2 separate regions of the Canis lupus genome follow, and region 2 is linked to region 1. Evidence: chromatin contacts called from public Hi-C data. All regions are on one chromosome and are shown on one strand. Each heading gives the region's core, a stretch centred on a gene start, on an enhancer-like site or on the middle of the called end of the contact. The rest is flanking DNA. Distances are from core to core; before and after follow the strand shown. Region 1 holds the start of COX17 (cytochrome c oxidase copper chaperone COX17). Region 2 holds the start of GSK3B (glycogen synthase kinase-3 beta).

Region 1 (6,568 bases), core at 2,494-4,993:
AGACATCAATCCCTTGTTGGATTTAGATGTTTCAAATATCTTTGACCAATTCATCATCTGTGTGTTAACTTTGTCTATAGTTTCTATTAAAAGATAAACTGAGGCATATTAAAAATTTTAAGAGTTTATTTGAACAAAAATTGTTACAAATTGAGCAGCAGAAATGGTTAGGAACACTCACTCCACTGACAGGAGCTCAGAGAGAGGCCTCTACAGAGAAAAGGCAGAAGAAAGGATATTATTGATTGGCCACAGCTTAAAACCTTAGTTGGCTGTTTGTGAATGGTTGTCCTTAGCATTTTGATTTTGTAACCTTGAGGTATTTGTAGGCTTAACTTTCAGTTTGCTTAATGTACATCACTGCACCATTAGTGCCACATCAGTCTAATAGCTTCTTTGTTTAATATGTCCTACGGAAAACAGCAAGCCTTTATTTTAATGTAATTAACTTCATATTTTTTTTAACTTATGATGAAAGAAACTCTCTAAAAGGCCTTATATACAAGGGAAGCCATTTTAGATTTCTTTCTAAGTTAGCATGACTGTACATAAACTTTGTTCAAACCAAAACTTGATATATGGTCTGCCACACATGCAATGCACACATGCTTTGTGAACGAGTAGCCTAAAGGAAAACCCATCTTGTCCCTGAGTTATCAATCAACGTTTCTGTTCCCTGCATTCCTTTACAGTAAAACTCATGATTCCTGCCTATATGCTAATCTATAATCTTTTGAGCTTTTACAAGATGTGAAAAAGATACAACTGTAAAAACTTTTCATTCTCCAGAGTACTTTCCTCCCTGTGAAGAGTGTTTCCTGAGCACTGTCCTAATGTGGGCTCAGATAAAACTGTCTCTCTTTACTATTAGATTCTAAATGGTTTGTTCAATTTGTGTTGACACTCACAATTTGTGATTTTGAAATGTTGCCAAATAGGTTGTACTCCACTCCTCAGTGTAAAGATAACCTCTACCAACTTTACATTAATGTATTTTGGAATCCTCAGTAACAGAGACATGCTATACAAGTTGGGATGATTGTTTAAAATTTTATCTGTAAGTAATCTCTATACCCAATGTGTGGCTTGAACTCATGACCCCGAGATTAAGAGTCGAACCCTCCACTGACTGAGCCAGCCCAGCACCCCTAGAGTTAGGATGATTATTTTAATAAGAAAAAAAGATTAGCTCTTCTACTATCACTACCTTCTATTAATTTCTTAGTTTGACCTTTCATATGTAGACCTTTAATGCATCCACAGATGCATTTTTTTTTAAAGATTTTATTTATGTGAGAGTGAGCAAGTGAGACAGCAGGAGTGGGGTGGGCAGAGAAAGAAGCAGACTCCCCACTGAGCAGGGAGTCCAACATCAGGCTCCATCGGGGGACTCCAGGATCATGACCTGAGCCAAAAGCACCCCTTAACCAACTGAGCCACCCAGGGGCCCCCAGAGACCCACCTTCTGATGTGATGTTCAATTTTCTTCCATTTGTTTTCTTTTCCCCATTGATTTATTCAGCCATGTTTATTGTACATTACTTTTCCAAACGATGTTGATGTTGGCAGTCCAAGAGGCACTGTTTGAATAGCAAGATATTAAACAACAGTAGTGAATAAATGGAGATCGTTTTTGTAATTTGGAAAATACACAGAAATTCTTTCTTTCTTTTTTTTTTCCTAGGCAAAGAACTTTATTAACCTTGTTTCAAACTTTATCCCCAGGCTTCTTCATCTTAATTAGCTGCAAAGAATGAATTGTGTATAAGCAAAAACTGAAAGAGCTGCAGTGTCCAAGGGGCTTGGGCTTAAAAATATTAAGAGATCTAGATTTTTATCAGATCCATGAACAAAATTTTAAAAAGCAGTCATAAAAAAAAAAAGCAGTCATAATATGAAAGAGCAGCTCCCAGTAACTTCTTCAAGTTTTATCTTCTTCAGAAGTTGACTCCATGCAGTTTGCTTCTTTCTTAGAAGCTTCATCAAAATTCTCCACAAGATCTGGAACTTCATCCTCCTCCTTCTCCTCCTCTCTGGTGGCAAGTGGTGCTTGCTTCTCCATCCACAGATGTTTGGGCAGAGCTTCAGCCAGTCTTCTTAAACTAGTCAGACTGTCTGCACCAAGCTGGTTTAAAACACTGGGTCACATTTCCATCAGCTGCTTGGTCTCCACATGGCCTATAATGGTCCAAGTGTTCGCTGACAGGGATGCCTGAACTGCAGGGTGGTTCAAGTGGATCACTGTTCCTTGGTTTGTGAACATACTCACTTCTTCAATAACAGAGATATTGTTTACCCCTAACTTCTTTAAGGAGAACTGAAGGTTTTGTTTTGTTTCGTTTTGTTTTGTTTTGTTTTTAATCATCTGCTGCAGCTCTTCTGTGAACCACCTTCTTCTCTCGGCAAGCAGTTCCTTTCCCACCAATGCGCACCTGTGCTTGCAGTTTGGCGAGTTTCTCCCCGTTCACAATGGTTTCTTTCCTCTTGTTGGAGCAGAAATGGGACCGCGCGCGGAGGGGAGGGGAGGGGAGCGGGGGGGGGGGGGGGGTGGCGCTCAGGGGGTCTCGGGAGACCAGGTGCACAAACCGAGAAATCATTTCTATACAGCGCCAGTTTACAGCCATACCTACGGATTCCCCGAACCAAATCTCTAGCATACAGAAACGAACCTTGCTTAGGGGATACTGAGAAGTTTGATTACCCAAAATATCAATCACTAGGCAGCTCTCTGACGCCTTTAAGTCCTGGTTTTAAAAAAAAAAAAAATAAGTTCAATCCCTTTCTCCCAACAATTCTCTACAGGAAAAACAAAACAAAACAAACACAAAACACAACAACCCTCCACAACTGCAAATAGTAGGCATCCGTTTACTTATGTACCTAATGGAATTCGAGACGTGCCAAGGAAATAGTCATTTTTCAACTTCATTAACTGGTCTCTCTGCCCTACGAGTGAGAACAAGTCATAGTGAAATCAAATCACTCAGAAAGGGAGCTAGGAACAATTTTTCGCGAAGAATTAAAGTGTAGGGCAGCCCGGGTGGCTCAGCGGGTTGGCGGCTGCCTTCGGCCCAGGGCGTGACCCTGGAGACCCGGGGTCGAGTCCCACGTCGAGTCCCACGTCGGGCTCCCTGCGTGGAGCCTGCTTCTCCCTCTGCCGTGTCTCTCACGAATAAATAAATAAATAAAATCTTTTTTTAAAAAAAATTAAGGTGCATGGAGAACGGCAGGCGCGTTTTCCCCTCTCACCGGTGGGTCGCACTGTTCAAATGTCTTTGCTCATCAAGTTTAACTGAATCAGAAAATGGGAGGAGCGGGCCGACCATCCGACAGCAGGAAACACGCGGAATCGATCCGTGACTCGGCGGGGAACCGGCTTTCGTCAGCGGTTCCTCCTGGTGGGCGTGGACAAGTCATCTCACCCTCTCGGGCTTCGGTTTCCCACCGCTGGGCGGAGATACCTGCCGGTCGCCGCCTTTCCAGCCGCCCCCGGGGCGCCTCACAACCTGCCCTTTCACCCCGCGCCTCTCTGCGCCTGCGTCGAAGAAGCGCCCGCACTTCATTGCCTGTTAGCTTTCTCTGCGCAGGCGCCAAGTTTCCCCACCTCCGTCTCCTGCGGTGGGGGGAGGGGCGGGACTTCCTGTCCCCCGTAGGGCTCCGCCGGAAGTGACGGCGAGCGAATCGGCGTGCGCCGGGCCTGGAACCGGGTAAGGTGGCGGTGCTCATTGCTGCCTCTAGGCCTCAAAGATGCCGGGCCTGGCGGCCGCAAGCCCTGCCCCATCTGACTCACAGGAGAAGAAGCCGCTGAAGCCCTGCTGCGCCTGCCCGGAGACCAAGAAGGCGCGCGATGCGTGGTCAGTGCGCAAGCGGGAGGGGGCGGCGGGCAGGTGCCTCCGTACCCCGCTCGGCCTCGGGCTCGTACCGGACCCGGCTCGCTGTGCTGCGCCCTTGGGAGTTGTAGGGCGCCGTGGGCTGTGGGCCGGCTGTCCCCGTAGCCCAGCCGGGGGACGTGGACGAAGCGGGCTCGCTTCACCCGTTCAGCTTTTCTGCAAAGGGTCTTTGAGCATCTGTTACGCGTCAAGTGCTGCCCTTCGGTCTCCTAAATACGTAGAAATAGATGAAAGATGCGAATTGACTTAAAAAGGAGCTTAAAATTAATGGAAGTCTATACTAATGATTGCTGTTACCACCCGGTACGGGGTAGGAGAGAAGACTTGGCAAGATCGAAGAGTAAAAGTTTTCTGGTAAAATTTTAGCACAGCGGGACCCGGTTACGTGTCTTAAAAGTACTGGAGTCCCCCTTGCCTCTCCTCCTCCATCATCTTTGGAGAGATGAATGAAAAAAATCATCTGTGAAGCAGGGTGACACCGTGTTGAGAATAGTACATCTAAATTACCAATTACCATCAACCCACGGAAGGTTTCGTTTCTTTTCATTTGATACCGCCTCCGTTGTGGATTGTGGAACAAATCTCATTCGGGGGAATGGGCAGAAAATGTGAATGCACACCTCTCCCTCCAGCCCCTTTTTTATCCTCACACCAAAAAAAAAAAAAAAATTCAAAAGTGGCATAGTGCGGTTAAGTTGTAAGGAGCTTAGTGCTTTTTATTACTGCTCGATACTTCGCAACTAATACCGCGAAAGAATCGAAAGGCGACAGTCTGATGCAGAAATGGCTTTCCTAGTTTACAGTAAGTGCTTATTGAATCTTAAAAAGAGCCCGGAGTCATGACTGAGAGCCTGAGATGCAGAGTCAAGGTTTGATTTGAATCCTTGGTCCACCAGCTTTGTGACCTTGAGCAAATCACTTAAGGTACCTGCGTCCTGTGTCTGTAAAATGGGTCTAATAAAAGTGTCCGCCTCTAGGATTACTGTACAGGTCAATGATACAAGCCACACGAGGGCCTCGCCAGCTGTTCTCTTCACAGGGGGCTCTATCCCCAGCATCCCTTCATCTGCAGGCAGCCCTTGAGCTATTGAAGGATGTATGGTCTTTCTTTCTTTCTTTCTTTCTTTCTTTCTTTCTTTCTTTCTTTCTTTCTTTCTTTCTTTCTTTCTTTCTTTCTTTCTTTCTTTCTTTCTTTCTTTCTTTCTTTCTTTCTTTCTTTCTTTCTTTCTTTCTTTCTTTCTTTCTTTCTTTCTTTTCTTTAAAGAAGGAAAACCTATCCTTCCGATTGTTTTCATGTTAGTTGCCTCAGACCACTATGCACAAATATCTATAGTCAGTAGTCAGTTTTTTCTTATAATTAAATTCGGCTTAACTTCATCTTTACTAAAATTGCCTTTTCAGGCCCTAGAAGTCAAGCTGTATGGTCCTAGTTTTTACTTTGTGCATCCTACAAATAGAAAGTTCTTTGATCATCATGAGGGAGGCTCATTAGGCTGCTGTTGGCTGGCAGATCTTGATGTTTATGTGGTTGGGTGTATTTTGATTAGAAGGAGATTTATTTGGGTCTATTTGAATGTAGGGCAGAATGAAAAATTTAATTATTTTATAGTAGGCAAATTGAAGGTAAATGTTCAGATGGTTTATTTCATTAGAGAACTATGTATGTTCCTTGGATATAAGCTAGAGGCAATATTTGATAGGCATAATTATTTCTTCTAATTAGATTCTCCCTAAAAGCTAGTTGTCTGTGGAATATCTTCATGGGCACAGAAATATTACAAAAGCCAATAAAAACAAAGCCATTCGGTGTAATAGCATTTTTTTTTAAAGCTCCAGCTACTGTTGGCAAATCAAACTCCAATAAAAAGATAAATACAAAAATGAAGAAATAAAAAAATAAAGCTTCAGCTACATTCCATCAGACCCATGTTCTGTCTCACCCCCCATCACTATCATGCTGCTTGTTTACTAGTAATGTACTTAATGCCTACTTTGTTAGATAACAAGTACATTTTGTTTTATAGCATCATTGAGAAAGGAGAGGAGCACTGTGGACACCTAATTGAGGCCCACAAGGAGTGCATGAGAGCCCTGGGATTTAAGATATGAAATGGTGAGCGTGATACTTTCTGATTGGGAAGATAATACATAAGCTTATTGCTTCAAATTTGTGCTTTGCATATTTAGCAGTCATTGGGCAAGCTTCCATTCAAAGTGTAGTTCACCTGGTTAAGATGCTCAAGTCTCACTTAAAAATAATTTTCAGTTTCTAATGTAGGGACTAAATGATGCTAATAAGTTGAGAGGCATTCAGTGGATTTGGGGAGGGAGAATTTATCTTTTAAAACAGGGTTTGATAAAAGCCTTTAGAGTTACGTCAGAGTCAGAAGAGATAATAATTTAAGAAGCTCAGAATGTTCAGTTGTCTGACTTAAAGGAACTAAAAAGAAAATAATCTTTACTTCTTGTCTCTGAAGTGGGTCTTTATTTTTTTAAGGATTTTGTTTCTTTGACAGAGAGGACAAGCAGGGGGAATGGGAGAGGGAGAAGCAGACTCCTCACGGAGCAGGGAGCCAGATGTAGGGCTCCATCCCAGGACCCCAGGATCATGAGCCGAAGGCAGATGCTTAACCAACTGAGCCACCCAGGTGCCCTGTTGTGGGTCTTTAGTAGGAGCT
Region 2 (6,568 bases), core at 3,009-5,508, 350 kb before region 1:
AGGTCATGATCTCAAGGTCATGAGATTCAGCCCTGAGTTGGGCTCTGTACTCAGCAGGAAGCCTGTTTGAGATTCCTTCTCCCTCCCCCATACCCCTGCTCATGCAGGCACTCTAAATAAATAAATCTTTTTTAAAAATGCAGCTAAGTGAGACGCCTGTGTGGCTCAGTGGTTGGATGTCTGCCTTGGGCTCAGGGCATGATCCGGGGATCTGGGACTGGGTCCTGCCTTGGGCTTTTTGAGGGGAGCCGGCTTCTCCCTCTGCCTATGTCTCTGCTCTCTCTGTATCTCATGAATAAATAGATACAATCTTTAAAAAAAAAAAAAAAAGGCAGCTAAGTAATTTTAAGCAAGTCACTTACTGCAGTGTACAGTAAAAACAGAATAGTTTCAAGTAGTACTTCCTAACTGCAAACTGCTATACAAATTTCTTATTACTACAAAAGTTAGTTCATTGTGCATTTTAATTCATGACTATTATCTTGTGGCCACATTCATCAACCTCTTTTTTTCTACTACATCACTCAGCTTTCCTACATTTGTCTTTTTCTAATCCTTTGGTTTACTGTTACTGTGGCTCAGAATCACAGATCTCTGCAAGGAAGCATTTGATGAGCCCTGGAGGAAACCAGAGATATGTTCACAAGTCACACATAGTTCAAGATGTAAGGCTTAGACTTTAAGATAAAGTAAAAAGACCAGAAGAGGTGAGGACTGTGTTTGAAAGAGAATAGAGCCTAGGAACAGGACATCTGAATCCTAGCTGTTACTTTAGCTACATGGACTTTAGGTTAAGTTAGTAAACCCTTCTGGAATTTCCCCATCTGAAAAGTGGAGGTGGTAACAGTACTTACATCATAGTACTATGAATTTGAGATAATATGTGTGAAGCTCTTAAGAACAGTGCTTGGCACATTGTAAACACTCAGTATATATCAAATATTAAAATTATTATAAACTGTTAAGTGGTTAACATCAGGTGGGAAGATAAAGCAAGAGTTTGTTAGTTCAGAGAAACACTGAATGTTAATTTCAGTAGCTCTATTTCATAAACTTCTTCCTTCTTAAGCCCTAATTCTAGATTGAAATACTTTTTTTTTCCTATAAAATTTCTCTCTTTGGGTCAGATTTTTTTTTTATTTAAACAGCATCAGTTCAAAATACTTGAAGGCAGTAACAGTAAAGCTATTAATTACAACCTTAAGTTTGGCTATTTTTCTACTTTATTGTATGTAGAAGAACAGCCGTGTTTCCAATTTGTATAACCTAAACATTTGTTACTGACTTTCCTCTGGTATAATTGGAAGTAGGAGTAGGGAGTAAAGAAGAAGGCAGGATTCAAAGCTTTGCTTCACAACATTTTAGGTACTAGAGCCAAAGGTCTTTCATAATGCCACAGAGAGATAACATTCATCTGACAAAATTGCCATGCACTGCATTTGCTTTTAACATTTTTATCCATTTCTGTGACATCCAGAGACCTTATGTTTTCTTTTAATTGCAAAGAACAAGAGACTCTATTGCTATAAAAGCTATGTTCAGGTTTAATATTACAAATCGACTGCATGTTGGCCAGGTCTTCACCTGGATATTTTGAGTTTGGCCTGCAGGGTTCTGAATATTGGCTGCTAACACTTAAAAATCCAGACATCTCGCACAAAAATCGTTTTAGGGTTTCTCTGGGCGGGGGGGGGGGGGGGTCGTCATCTCAGAGTATTGGACCCACATCCCTGTGGGCAACAATCCGCTGGTGCTTAACAGCCGCTCTTTTCAGTTATAGCATGGGCACTAATTTGCCATATTTCTTATTACTCTTCATTGTTTCACACCAGGCCAGTTTCATTCATTTGCTTTCTTTTTCCGGGCCCCGTAGGCATTTGAGTCTGTAAACCCTATCTGGACTTTTCCTGTCTCCCATCAAAGCTTACTTTGTTCCAAGTCCCTCGCGAGTTTTTCAAAGCAGCGGCGAGGTAATCTGATGGACTAGGAGTATTTTCACATGTGCTTTCTGGAGATAGTATCTTCACAAAAAGGATGACTCTGCAGGTGGAAATTACAGGCACCACGGGATTACGGTCAGGATGGCAACTGTCCATTCTATCTCCTTTTTTTTTTTTTTTTTTTTTTTTTTGGTATCCTGGCTTAGCCATACCTCACGGTCCCCAGGCAAACCTAAGGAATTTGGTTCTCGGCCGAACAATGCACGCGGGCTTCTGTGTGAAACCTACGTAACTAGTACTCTTACGGCCTGCCCTAGTTCCAAAGGGCAGAAAGCCACGGGCTCTTCTGAATCCCCGCTTCCTCGGAGGCTTCAGGATATCCGGCCCGACGGCGTCTCCCCATACCTGTTCTCGGGGCTCGCTCTGCGCCGGGCCGTCGCGCCCAAGGAGCGCGCGCATCCAGCATGAGCTCATTTCTCAGGGGCGTTTCCAGAAGGCCCAGCCCGGCTGCGCACGGCAGGCGCGGGCGGCCTCACGTTATCAAAGGCCCCCGCCGCTGGGCAGGGCAGGGCAGGGCAGGGCAGGGCAGGGCGCGGGCGCCCGGGGGCGCTGCCTGTCCGTGAGCTTTCCTCCTACTTCAGCGTCTGAGGGGGCTCGCGCCCGGCGGGGCAGGCGCCCCGCACCCGTCTGGCCCTTTCGGGGAAGACGCTGGTTCTTCGGCCGCGCTCTCCCGGGGCGGACGGGGGAAGCCCCTGTCGCCGCTCTGTTCGCTTGAGCGCTCCGGGCCGGGCGCCGCCGACCGCAGCAGTTTCGGACCCGCTGCGCACGCCAGCTGCGGTTTCCACAACGACCGAGAGCGGCCGCAGACCAGCCCGGCGCACCGGCCGCCACGACCCCGGCGCGGCTCCCCTCAGCTCCTGAGGCCGCCGCCGCCGCCGCCGCCGCCGCCGCCGCCGCCGCCGCAGGCGGAGGGCCAATCACAGCGCAGCTAGGTCTTGCGATTGGACGGCCCTGAGCGCTGATTGGCTGCCGCTGCGGGCCTCGGCCTCCCTCCTTTTCCCTTTCGCCCCCACTCCGGCTCCAAAGCTTCGGGCCAATGAGAAGGCGCTTTGTAGACGTCCTCCCTTTTCTTTCTTCTTCTCCCCGCCTCGGCGAGGGAGGAGACGTCCTGACTGGCCAGACTGTCGTCGGAAGCCCCCGTCGCCTCGCCAATCCCCGAAGCAGGTACACTCCCAGCGGAGTTTTCGGCCAATTACGAAGGCGGCCGGGGCGCCCAGCCGCGCCGTTTCACCAGTGACTCCGGGTTTCGCCGTCCTTAACTCCTCCAGCCTTTCGGTGAGGGCCGGCGGCTGTGATTGGCCGCCGCTGCCATTGTCGGATTCCCCCGCTGGCCAGCCGCGGGACGAGCCCCGACCTTCTTCTCGCTCGGCGGTCTTCGGCACTTTCCGCTCTTTGGGCGTGGACTTCCGGCGACACTTTGTAATTGGTTCCTCGGGCCGATCGGCTTTTTCCGGGAGGAGCCGCAGGCAGCCGACGTCCGTGATTGGCTGTGCCTCCGGCCTCGGTTCCGTCGCCGAAGCGGGCGGGCGCGGACCTCGGCCGGCGATTCCCAGACGCCTGTTACGCGGGTGGCGGGGCGCTGGGCGGTGGAAGGCTGGGTGGGGGAGGAAGGAGGCGGAGGACGAGTAGGAGGGGGGAGGGGGAGTGGGGAAGAGCTAGGCGGCTGCGCAGACGGCGCTCCTCACACAGAGCAGCCCCCGACCCGGGCGAATGCAGGCTTGTGCTGCCGCCGCCGCCGCCGCCGCCGCCGCCGCCGTCGCCCGGGCCGAGTGACAAAGGAAGGAAGGAAGGAAGCGAGGAGGAGCCGGCCCCACAGCCGCTGACAGGGCTCCGGGCTGGGGGCAAAGCGCGGACACTTCCTGAGCGGGCACCGAGCAGAGGCGAGGGGCGGGAGGGCGGCCGCGCTGGTGCCGCGGACGGGGGAGGGGGCCCCCGGGGACGGAAGCGGTTGCCGGGTTCCCATGTCCCCGGCGTATGGGGAGCAGTCGAGGATCCGCCGCCTGGGGTCTGAAGGGAGCTGCCTCCGCCGCCGCCGCCGCCATGGCCGCTGGATCCAGCCGCCGCCTGCAGCTGCTCCTGGCGCAATGAGACGAGGAGCCGCCGCCACCGCCCGCCTCTGACTGACTCGCGACTCCGCCGCCCTCCAGCTCGCCGGGCCCCCGCCGCCAGCCCGCCGGATCCCGCCGCCGCCGGAGCCGCAGCGTTTCCCGTCGCATCACCGAGCCACCCCCTCCCTCTCCCTCCCTCCTTCCCATCCCCCCTTCTTTTCAAGCGTGAGACTCGTGATCCTTCCGCCGCTTCCCTTCTTCATTGACTCGGAAAAAAAATCCCCGAGGAAAATATAATATTCAAAGTACTTCTTTTCAATCAAGTATTTGCCCCCGTTTCACGTGATATTTTTTTTAAGACCCCCCCCCCCTTCTTCCTCCCTTCCAAGGAAACGGAGGGGAAAGAATTGTATTTTTTTTCCCCCCAGCCCCAAATCATCTATATGTTAAATATCCAAACTGGTCTGTCTTGAAGGAGAAATACATCACTCGTTTTTTTTTTTTGTTTTTTTTTTTTGTTTTTTTAATTATACAAAAGGAGCGAAAAGCCAAGAGGACGAAGTCTTTTTTTTTTTTTTTTTTAATCTTCTCGTGGGAGAACTTAATGCTGCATTTATCGTTAACCTAACACCCCAACATAAAACAAAAGGAAGAAAAGGAGGAAGGAAGGAAAAGAGGGTGATTCGGGAAGAGAGTGATCATGTCAGGGCGGCCCAGAACCACCTCCTTTGCGGAGAGCTGCAAGCCAGTGCAGCAGCCTTCAGCTTTTGGCAGCATGAAAGTTAGCAGTGAGTATTGATTTTATTTTACGCCCCTTCTCCACCTCACCCTTAAAATAAGAAACCTTTAGTAACCAGGATCTTAAAACATTAGACCTCCTGATACTAATAATCAGAGGTATTGAAAAGGGCAAAAACCTGTCTTAAGTCCAGGGTTAGGCAGCTCCCTCTTTTTCTCCTCCCGCACCACCTCCCACCCCCCCCCCCCCCCCGGTCTCATTAACCTTGAATTGAGAGAATATGCTTTTTATTTGCACGATTTGATTTGGAACTTGTTTCTTACACTTTTTGTGCGGTTAGTCGTCCGCCTTATCAAGTGTGCTTGACTGTTTCTATGTTAAAACGGCGATGAAAGTAAATAGTTGCTCATCCCTTCGGAAAAAAAAGGGGGGGGGGAAGGACAAGACGATTCAAATTATTATGTACATTTGCCGAGTACGTGTCTTTTAGAAGGAGGGTTATTTCAGCTCAGGCCTCGGGGATTATCGTAGTTTCGTGTACTTGCTAGAAGGACTGTAAGTGTCACAGTCTCCTAACATTTGTTTGTTGCCTGTGTGACTACAAAGTATTTGTTCTTAATCCGGAGATGAACTTGCTCAGTAACTCGTATTCACGTTTGGAGGAGAGCCTCGAGTTCTCCCTTTAGAAAGGGGTCGGTGGGAGCTGATAGAGACCCAGTAGCAGTTGTATTGCTACAGGCATTGTTTTAATTGGATACACGATTTAATGTTATCTCTTAACCTCCTCGTTTTGACATTACCAATTTACCACTATATAATTTATGTTTAATCAAAAGGTAACTTGGAAGTAGGGCCAAGTTTTGATTGAGGTTTGTCTTGTCAGGTTGCCAAATACTAAGTTGAATGTTAATTGTCACTGACTCATCATTAAGTTCAGTTTTGGGGTGCCATTTGCATTCAGCACTTGTTCAATGATCTGGAGTTCAAGGGCCCCCTTCTAAGGACTATTTACCATAGTATTTAAAATACTCTTGCATTGGTTTCCTGCCGCAGTTAGAGAAAACTATGGATTTAGTTATAACAATCTGGATTTAGACCTTTCTGTCACAGGTTTTGCAGAAAGCTGTAGTCCGGGACATAATAAGGTATTTGAGCTTGTGTTCAGGGTTGTTGCTAGACTGTACTTTGTCCCAGATTTGTGCTAATAGTCTGTGTTCTTGAGGTGTTTGGTATACTAAGTATCTAGTGTTCCAAAGTATCTCTATTTGTAGATATGTTTATGTGGTATTTAGCGACAGCTTATTTAAACCGCACTTCCAGAATTTGACAAAAATATCTACATTGTTTCCTTATTCCTCTAGAAGGGGGCACAGTGAGGGCAAAGAAACTATTTTGCTGCCTAGGATAAGGAAAGAACTGAGATTTTTAAAAAAAATATGTAAATACTGTTATGTGAAATTGATTATATCCTTAAGCAATATAAACTTATCACTTTTAATTGAGCTCAGGATTTCAATTCATGTTGCCTTTTGGACATGCCTGAAACAGGGTGGTCTAAGGTAGTAGCTGAATAGCAGGTCATTTTTTAAAGTTACTTATTTTTGTGATTAGTACAGAATGCAGGATATGTGAAGAAAGGGGCTGATGATGCATTTTTCAGAGAAGAGTCAAGCTTTCTAAGCACTTCATGGGGTCATTTGAAAGGAATATTTTAAAATTCTGGGGTAATTTTCAGCTATGATGAGGCAAATCTTATAATAGCTACTTAAGAGCCTCTTGTG

The links. Hi-C and Micro-C count contacts between places; a contact is called where the count stands out from the background.
Region 2: a contact with region 1 is called in a Hi-C map of blood, with 3 times the contacts expected there. The contact joins the promoter of GSK3B here to the promoter of COX17 in region 1. A contact is called at or near these places in 2 of 9 Hi-C or Micro-C datasets (blood and skin fibroblasts).

What each region holds. Positions count from the first base shown.
Region 1 is chr33:23,955,751-23,962,318 of UU_Cfam_GSD_1.0, reverse strand. COX17 (cytochrome c oxidase copper chaperone COX17) reads left to right here and starts at 3,743. Exons shown (of 3, transcript NM_001012736.1): 1 at 3,743-3,854; 2 at 5,915-6,003. The coding sequence starts at 3,748. The coding sequence ends at 5,999. It overlaps CFAP91 (cilia- and flagella-associated protein 91), which reads right to left and starts at 3,390. Exons shown (of 21, transcript XM_038582945.1): 1 at 3,250-3,390; 2 at 2,881-2,946; 3 at 1,463-1,580. It also overlaps the pseudogene LOC119877832.
Region 2 is chr33:24,303,809-24,310,376 of UU_Cfam_GSD_1.0, reverse strand. GSK3B (glycogen synthase kinase-3 beta) reads left to right here and starts at 4,258. Exons shown (of 13, transcript XM_038582957.1): 1 at 4,258-4,836. The coding sequence starts at 4,749. It also overlaps the pseudogene LOC102157278.